Regions from separate parts of the Ovis aries genome. Here region 2 is linked to region 1. A link is a contact called in public Hi-C data. All regions are on one chromosome and are shown on one strand. Each heading gives the region's core, a stretch centred on a gene start, on an enhancer-like site or on the middle of the called end of the contact. The rest is flanking DNA. Distances are from core to core; before and after follow the strand shown.

The links. A called contact is a pair of places that touch in the nucleus more often than the background predicts.
Region 2: a contact with region 1 is called in a Hi-C map of hypothalamus, with 6 times the contacts expected there. The contact joins the promoter of LMOD3 here to the enhancer-like site in region 1. A contact is called at or near these places in 9 of 16 Hi-C or Micro-C datasets (hypothalamus, liver, mixed tissues and 5 more).

Annotation. Positions count from the first base shown.
Region 1 is chr19:32,331,062-32,334,893 of ARS-UI_Ramb_v3.0, reverse strand. All of the region lies in intron 4 of FRMD4B (FERM domain containing 4B), which reads right to left. Among named protein-coding and RNA genes, the nearest start is that of LMOD3, 150 kb to the left of the region's middle. Within about 2 kb of position 2,178, at least 14 of the 54 cell types and tissues checked have an H3K27ac peak or open chromatin away from gene starts, as enhancers often do. A contact at or near this core is called in hypothalamus, where this site is marked.
Region 2 is chr19:32,476,826-32,480,739 of ARS-UI_Ramb_v3.0, reverse strand. It overlaps LMOD3 (leiomodin 3), which reads right to left and starts at 2,307. Exons shown (of 7, transcript XM_060402229.1): 1 at 2,133-2,307. It also overlaps the pseudogene LOC114109350.

The sequences.
Region 1 (3,832 bases), core at 929-3,428:
CACTACTGCACTCATCTCACACGTTAGCAATGTAATGCTCAAAATTCTCCAAGCCAAGCTTCAACAGTATGTGAACTGTGAACTTTCAGATGTTCAAGCTGGATTTAGAAAAGGCAGAGGAACCAGTGATCGAATTGCCAACATCTGTTGGATAATTGAAAAATCCCAGAGACTTTAAGAAAAACATCTACTTCTGCTTTATTGACTATGCCAAAGCCTTTGACTGTGTGGATCACAACAAACTGTGGAAAATTCTGAGATGGGAATACCAAACCACCTGACCTGCCTCTTGAGAAATCTGTATGCAGGTCAGGAAGCAATAGTTAGAACTGGACATGGAACAATAGACTGGTTCCAAATCAAGAAAGGAGTATGTCAAGGCTGTATACTGTCACCCTGCTTATTTAACTTATATGCAGAGTGAAAGTGAAGTGAAGTCTCTCATTCGTGTCCAACTCTTTGCGATCCCGTGGACTGTAGCCTGTCAGGCTCCTCTGTCCATGGGATTCTCCACACAAGAATACTGGAATGGGTTGCCATTTCCTTCTCCAGGGGATCTTCCCAACCCAGGGATCGAACCTGGGTCTCCTGCATTGCAGGCAGATGCTTTATCCTCTGAGCCACCAGGGAAACCATCATGAGAAATGCTGGGCTGGGTGAAGCACAAGCTGGAATCAAGATTGCTGGGAGAAATATCAATAACCTCAGATATGCAGATGATACCACCCCTATGGCAGAAATCAATGAAGAACTAAAGAGCCTCTTGATGAAAGTGCAAGAGGAGAGTGAAAAAGTTGGCTTAAAAATCAACATTCAGACCCCGCTGACTCCCTTTGCTTCGCAGACCCCCCTCGCTCCCCTGCTTACCCGACCCCACTGACTCCCTTTGCTTCGCAGACCCCTGTCGCTCCCCTGCTTAACCGCCCCGGGAGTTCTGCCCGAGAGCGACCACCCAATAAAAGGCCCTGAACAACGGTCAAAAAAAAAAAAAAAAAAATCAACATTCAGAAAACTAAGATCTTGGCATCTGGTCCTATCACTTCATGGCAAATAGATGAGGAAATAATGGAAACAATGACAGACTTTATTTTTGGGGTCTCCAAAATCACTATAGATGGTGACTGCAGCCATGATATTAAAAGACGCTTGCTCCTTGGAAGAAAAGTTATGACCAATCTAGACAGCATATTAAAAAGGAGAGACATTGCTTTGCCAACAAAGGTCTGTCTAGTCAAAGGTATGGTTTTTCCAGTAGTCATGTATGGATGTGAGAGTTGGACTATAAGAAAGCTGAGCACCAAAGAATTGATGCTTTTGAAGTGTGGTGTTGGAGAAGACTCTTGAGAGTCCCCTGGACTGCAAGGAGATCCAACCAGTCCATCCTAAAGGAAATCAGTCCTGAATGTTCATCGGAAGGACTGATGCTGAAGCTGAAACTCCAGTATTTTGGCCACCTGATGCAAAGAACTGACTCATTTGAAAAGCATCCCCTGATGCTGGGAAAGGTTGAAGGCGGGAGGAGAAGGGGACAACAGAGGTTGGATGAGATGGCAGGATGGCTTCACCGACTCAATGGACATGAGTTTGAGTATACTTTGGGAGTTGGCGATGGACAGGGAGGCCTGGCATACTGCAGTCCACGGGATTGCAAAGAGTCAGACATGACTGAGCGACTGACCTGAACTGAACTGAGACCACTTTGAACCATCTGTCCTTTTAGGCTAGAATTTTACCAGTCAAAGGCCCATCATCTCTGGCCTACTGGATGGAACGGAGATCAAAAATCACAGTTGTGTTGTGAAACCTATTTATTATTTTATAATAAACAAAGCTCATCCAGCAAATCCTTTCAAACAAGGGAAGGAAGAAAAGTTAAGTGGGTTGAAAGGGATGGGAACCATTATGGGGAACAGAGCGCTGCCTTAGGAGGGTCGTGACTGCCCTCTAGGGGTAAAAAACTCACTCTGCACACAGAACACCAGAAGGAACTCAGCCTGAGCTCAGGAACTCTAACCCTCCCTTTAACAGGATCATGAATTTTTGTCGGTCACCGTCACTACTTTAATTATGTAAGCTCACAACTCCATTTTTCCATTTCTCTTCCTGGCCCGTGGAGTAGGATAGAGACAGTGGCTAGTTTCATTGACAAAATGTCCCCTCGGCTGTGCCTAACTCCATTTGGAGAAGTTCACCGGAGGCAAAGAGCTGATGTGGCATGTAGGCTGGAAAATGCAATTCATTCAGCATCCTGGGAGGGATCCGACTCAGTGGTTTTATGAGGGCGGGGGGGAGGGCAGTGCTGAAAGAAAATACTTTCCAAAAATATTTACCAGACAAAGAAAAAGAACTAGGCCTGTGACCAAGACATTCCAAGGAGACACCCTTCAACAGAAGCAATTTTCCAGACTTGTTCCCCAGAAAGGTAGAAATGGCCAATTCCCCCTCCACGCTCCAAAAGCCGAGCTCATACTTCTTCTAAAAATAAACACAGCTAGAGTCAGAAGACACCTTCCAAACTGATCATAATTCAAAAACAGACTCTGTTGTCACTTGCAGGGGAGTATGCAAAGGGCATTTTGGAGCCAGGCTTCTTGGAAAGGCTATAACCAGTGACCTCTTTCACCAAAGGCGATAGATAGAGGAGGCACTTAAGTGAGACATTTTCTTTTTCCAACAGAGTATTTAAAAAGAGATCATCCCAAGGCACATGAGGTGGAAGGTGGCCCAAGTCGGCAAAGGAAGTCATTCGTATTACATACGCCTCTCTGAAGAGCAGGTCCTAGCCTGAACGCTTGATTTATGCCCCCTCTGGTTATGCTCACCTGAGCTTGGAGCATTCCCCAAAGCCTGCCATGCCTGCCAGCCCTTTTTTCCAGCCTACCACGAACCTCGCAGCCTGGGACATTTGCAAGAGCACAGTCATCAATCATGTCAGTTCCCTGCAAAACAATCTTCAGTGGCCCCAGCGTGTCTTCTCCATCTACGTGACTCTCAGGGCTCACCTTTGAGTTAGCCCTTCTTATACCTTAATCCACACTCAGGCCCGTTTCTTCCCCACTGGGCCATGACTATGTCCATGTACTGACCCTCAAAATGTCTCTTCCCTGGAGCCCTGTCTCCTCTGCCCTCTACTGAAGGTCTTTTTGTCTTCGCTCCTGTGTGGGCTCCCACCCAAGCCCTCGTGTAGCCACCTTCAGAGCACACCTGCCTGCCATGACTATAAACAACAGGATGACAGCTTCCTTTCATTGTGTGCCTAGGCTCTAATATAATCAATACTTTGGCCCTACTATGGGGCCTTTCAGGCCGGGTTCGATTCCTGGGTCGGGAAGATACCCTGCAGGAGGGCACGGCACCCGATTCCAGTATTGTTGCCTAGAGAATCCCACGGACAGAGGAGCATGGCGGGCTACTGTCCATAGGGTTGCAAAGAGCCAGACATGACTTAGCATGCATGCACGCACATGATCCTATTATATGTACCCTATAAAGTACTTGTTATTTTGGTGCTATTATTATGTCCACTGTACAGATGAGAAAAGATGAGTGTCAGAGATTTTCAGTCTAAGATACCAAGCTTCTCTGACATCCACCTCCACCTCCCTCTCCACCTTATCTTGTACCACTTTGCCTCTTACTATTCAAGTCAAACTGGCTTTTTCTTTCTCAAAAATAAAAAAAATTTAAAACCCTCAAAATTAAAAAAAAAAAGTCAATCTTATTCTCACCTGAGAGTTTTTCCACTGGCTTTAGTTGGGAATGGCCTCCCTGACTTTTGCAGAATTGGTTCTTGTTTTTTATTATACGTCACCTTTCAGAAGCCATCTTGACT
Region 2 (3,914 bases), core at 1,058-3,557, 150 kb before region 1:
ATGTGCTAACTTTAGAAGCTAAACCCCTCCTCTGATTCTAGATTCATCTTCATGATAGGATACAGTGGAAAAGCTATAGCGTCCTGCAAGATTTCTTCAATATAGTCAGCAGTGCTATTGAGACTGCTGACTCAAGAATCAGAAAGTAACTACAGCTAGCCCAAACTTATAAAAGATGAAGCAGGACTTCCGTGGTGGCCCAGTGATTGAAGAAACTGCCTGCCAATCCGGGGGACATGGGCTCAATCCCTGGTCCAGAAAGATTCCTCTAAGACCGTGTGCCACAACTACTAAGCCCGCCCTCTAGGGCCCTTGTGCTGCAGCTACTGAAGCCCCAGCATCTAAAATCTGTGCTCTGCAACAACAGAAAGCAGTACAAGGAGAAGCCAGCGTATTGCAACCAGAGAAAGCCCACACACAGCAACGAAGATGGAGCTAAAATGGGTCTTAGCCAGAAATATAAGTATTTTTTTTAATGTAAAAAAAAAAAAAGACAAGGCATTAGCTGGTCACACTCAATACAATACAACCTAAAATCCTAAAGAAAATCAACTCTGAATAGTCATTGGAAGGACTGATGCTGAAGCTCCAATACTTTGGCCACCAGATGTGAACAGCCAACTCATTGGAAAAGACCCTGAGGCTGGAAAGATTGAAGGCAGGAGAAGGGGACGACAGAGGATAAGATGGTTGGATAGTATTACCGACTCGATAGACATGAGTTTGAACAAACTTCGGGAGATGGTGAAGGACAGGGAAGCCTGGTGTGTTGCAGTCCATGGGGACACAAAGAGTGAGACACAACTGAGCGACTGAACAATTTGATAAAAATCTGCATTGGTATTGCTGCAGGTTTGAAGAAACAAAGCTCATGATGGATGCCTTCCAAGGAGATAGTAAACGTTTCTCCTAGTGTGTCTCAAACTGAAATGTTCACCTTGTGAAAAATCCACCTGTATTCAGTAGGTCTGGGAAGGAGCCTGAGATTGTGTATCATGTAACATGCTCCCAGGTGATACTGATGCTACTGATCCTCTGACAAACATTTGAGCAGCAATGTTCAATGCTGCTATTTTGACAGCATTCATTCTCTGAGGCTTTCACTGTCCAATTCCAAATTCCTAGAGGGGATGTGATTGCTCTAGCCTGGCTCAGACACACCCCTGGATCCATCAACTATACTTAAGGGATCAGGTCAGGAAATAGCAAAATTACCACTGCTAGTGCGTAATGAGAGCTTACTCTGGGCTGCTGTTGTCTATGCATTTTATACATCTTATCTTCTTTAATCTGGAGATCAGCCCTTTGAAGTGAGGGGAGAAAATGGAGGCTTAGAGAAGCCGAGTGACTTTCCCAAGGTCACATGGCTAGCAGGTGTCAGAGCCAGGCTTTGAACCCACACTGCCAGGCTCTAGAGCCCCTGAGCTCTGTCCACTTTAAGATTTGGCCTTGGGGGTTGGAGTGCCCTTTGAATGTAAGGAGTAGTTTCCAGAGAAAGAAGACTCACTGTCACCTGAATCCAGAAGATTCACTACATAGACACTACCTTAGTGTTTATGAATCACTAGAAACAGAACAGCTAGGTCACTTGTGTCTTATGGCTTCTTCAATAAATAACAAACCCAACTTCAGGAAAAGGGCAGAGGCATTCTGTAGGAGACAAAGTACACAGACAGCTGATTCCTGAACAATTGTGTGCATCCACTTACCTGTGGATTTTTTTTTTCCAGTAATAAATACTACAATACTACATGACCCACGGTTAAATTTTTGGATACAAAACTGGATACGGAGGAACAGCAGAAATGAAGGAACCACATATATGGAGGAAGACCAACTCTGATTTAAATGAAGTTTTTCAAACACAGGGAGCTTGGCACCCCTCCTCACCCGCACGTTGTTCAAAGGTCACCCGTGCTGTCAATAGCACGTTAAAGCCCAGTCGGAAGGGATGGTTCAGATGCCGGCTCCTTGTTACTTAAAGTGTGAGCCACCGACAAGAAACTCAGGCCCGCGCTGGGAACACCTTAGGAATGTAGGCTCCCTGACCCCCAACCCCATACCTCCTGGATCAGAACTGCATATTCACAAGGTTCCCAGGCATGCATAGGGCTTAGGTTCACCAACAGTACCTGAATTCCACAAGAAACCTGGGACCACGACAGGACTCTCTATCAGCACCCTTGCTTGTAGAAACTACCATGATAAGACTACTCCCAGGGCCAAGGAGCTGGCCAAAATGCTCCCTCTCTGCAGACAGGCGTCAGAGGAAGGACGAAGAGATTCACTGACCAGGGGAAGGAGCGTGGAGAGGCCAGGTGCAGCTCCGTGGGTCTAAAGCCTCGTGCTTCATATTAGGATCACCTGAGGACTTTTGGTTCACCCTCCGATAGGTGGCGCTAGAGATAAAGAAACCTCCTGCCAATGCAGGAGACCTGAGAGACGCGTGTCCAATCTCTGGATAGTGAAAATCCGCTGGAGAAGGAAATAGCTACCCACTCCAGGATTCTTGGGCTTCCCGGTGGCTCACACGGTAAAGAATCCACTTGCAATATGGGAGACCTGGGTTCGATCCCTGGATTGGGAAGATCCCCTGGAGGAGCGCATGGCTACCCACTCCAGTATTCTTGCCTGGAGAATCCCATGGACAGAGGAGCCTGGTGGGCTGCAGTCCATGGGGTCACAAAAAGTCGGACATGGCTGAAGCGATTTAGCACGCACGAGGACTTTTGGTTCACCCTCAGATATTCAGATTTAGTGGGTCCATTGTAGGACTGAAGCATTAGTAACTCTTGGTTTCAAGCTTCCTGGGTGGATGTAACATACACGGGTCTAGTTGAAGTCGCTGTACAGAAACCCTAGAGAGGGGAGCGTGTGGGGCTTCTGAACAATCACTGTAACTTCAGGTTTGGGAGGAGAGGATGTTAATAGTGCAACGTAACCTTTGAATGTGCCTAAGCCTCAGCTGAGGATATCGTGCAAACGCAGAGCCTGGTTCACTAGATCCAGGCTGAACAATATTATTTTCCTACATGTCAGTAGTCAGATCTAAGTGAGGAGTCTTCACTTTAATATTATTAAGTGAAAGTGAAAGTGAAGTTGCTCAGTCGTGTCCAACTCTTTGCCACCCAGTGGACTGTGGCTCACCAGGCTCCTCCGTCCATGGGATTCTCCAGGCAAGAATACTGGAGTTGGTTGCCATTTCCTTCTCCAACTACTCAGGATAATTTTGAATCAGAATTTACCCCTCCCTCAGAATCTTTGCTGAGTAGAGATTTTTAAATCAACTAGAGCCTGTCAATCTATAATTTTAAGTTATTTGAACCTCAAAAATATTCTTCAGATGTTGGAGTCCTAACCCCCATCTAGGTATCTCAGAATGTAACCTTCCTTGGAAATTAGGTCTTTACAGATGTAGGCAAGGTAAGGTGGGGCCTAAACTAACAGAATTGTTGTCTTGTTGCAAGTCGTGCCCCACTCTTTTGTGTCCCATGGATTGTAGCCCACCAGGCTCCTCTGTCTATGGGATTTCCCGGAGAAGAATACTGGAGTGAGTTGCCATTTCCTTTTCCAGGGGATCTTCCTGACCCAGGGATCGAACCTGTGTCTCCTACATTAGCAGGCAGGTTCTCTACCACTAAGCCACTTGGGAAGTCCAGTGGGATTGGTATCCTTATGAAAAAGGGAAATTTAGACAGTGGGACGTGCACACAGGGAAAATGTCACATAACTGTGGAGGCAGAGATCAAGGTGATGCTTCTATTACAAGCCAAGGTACGCCCAAGATTGCCAGCAAACCCCCAGAAGTTAGGTGAGATATATGAGAGAGATTCCCCCTCACGCACCTTAAAAGAAACCAGATCATGTCCATAATTTCTGACTCTGTTTACGGCAGCTCTGGAAAACAAATACAG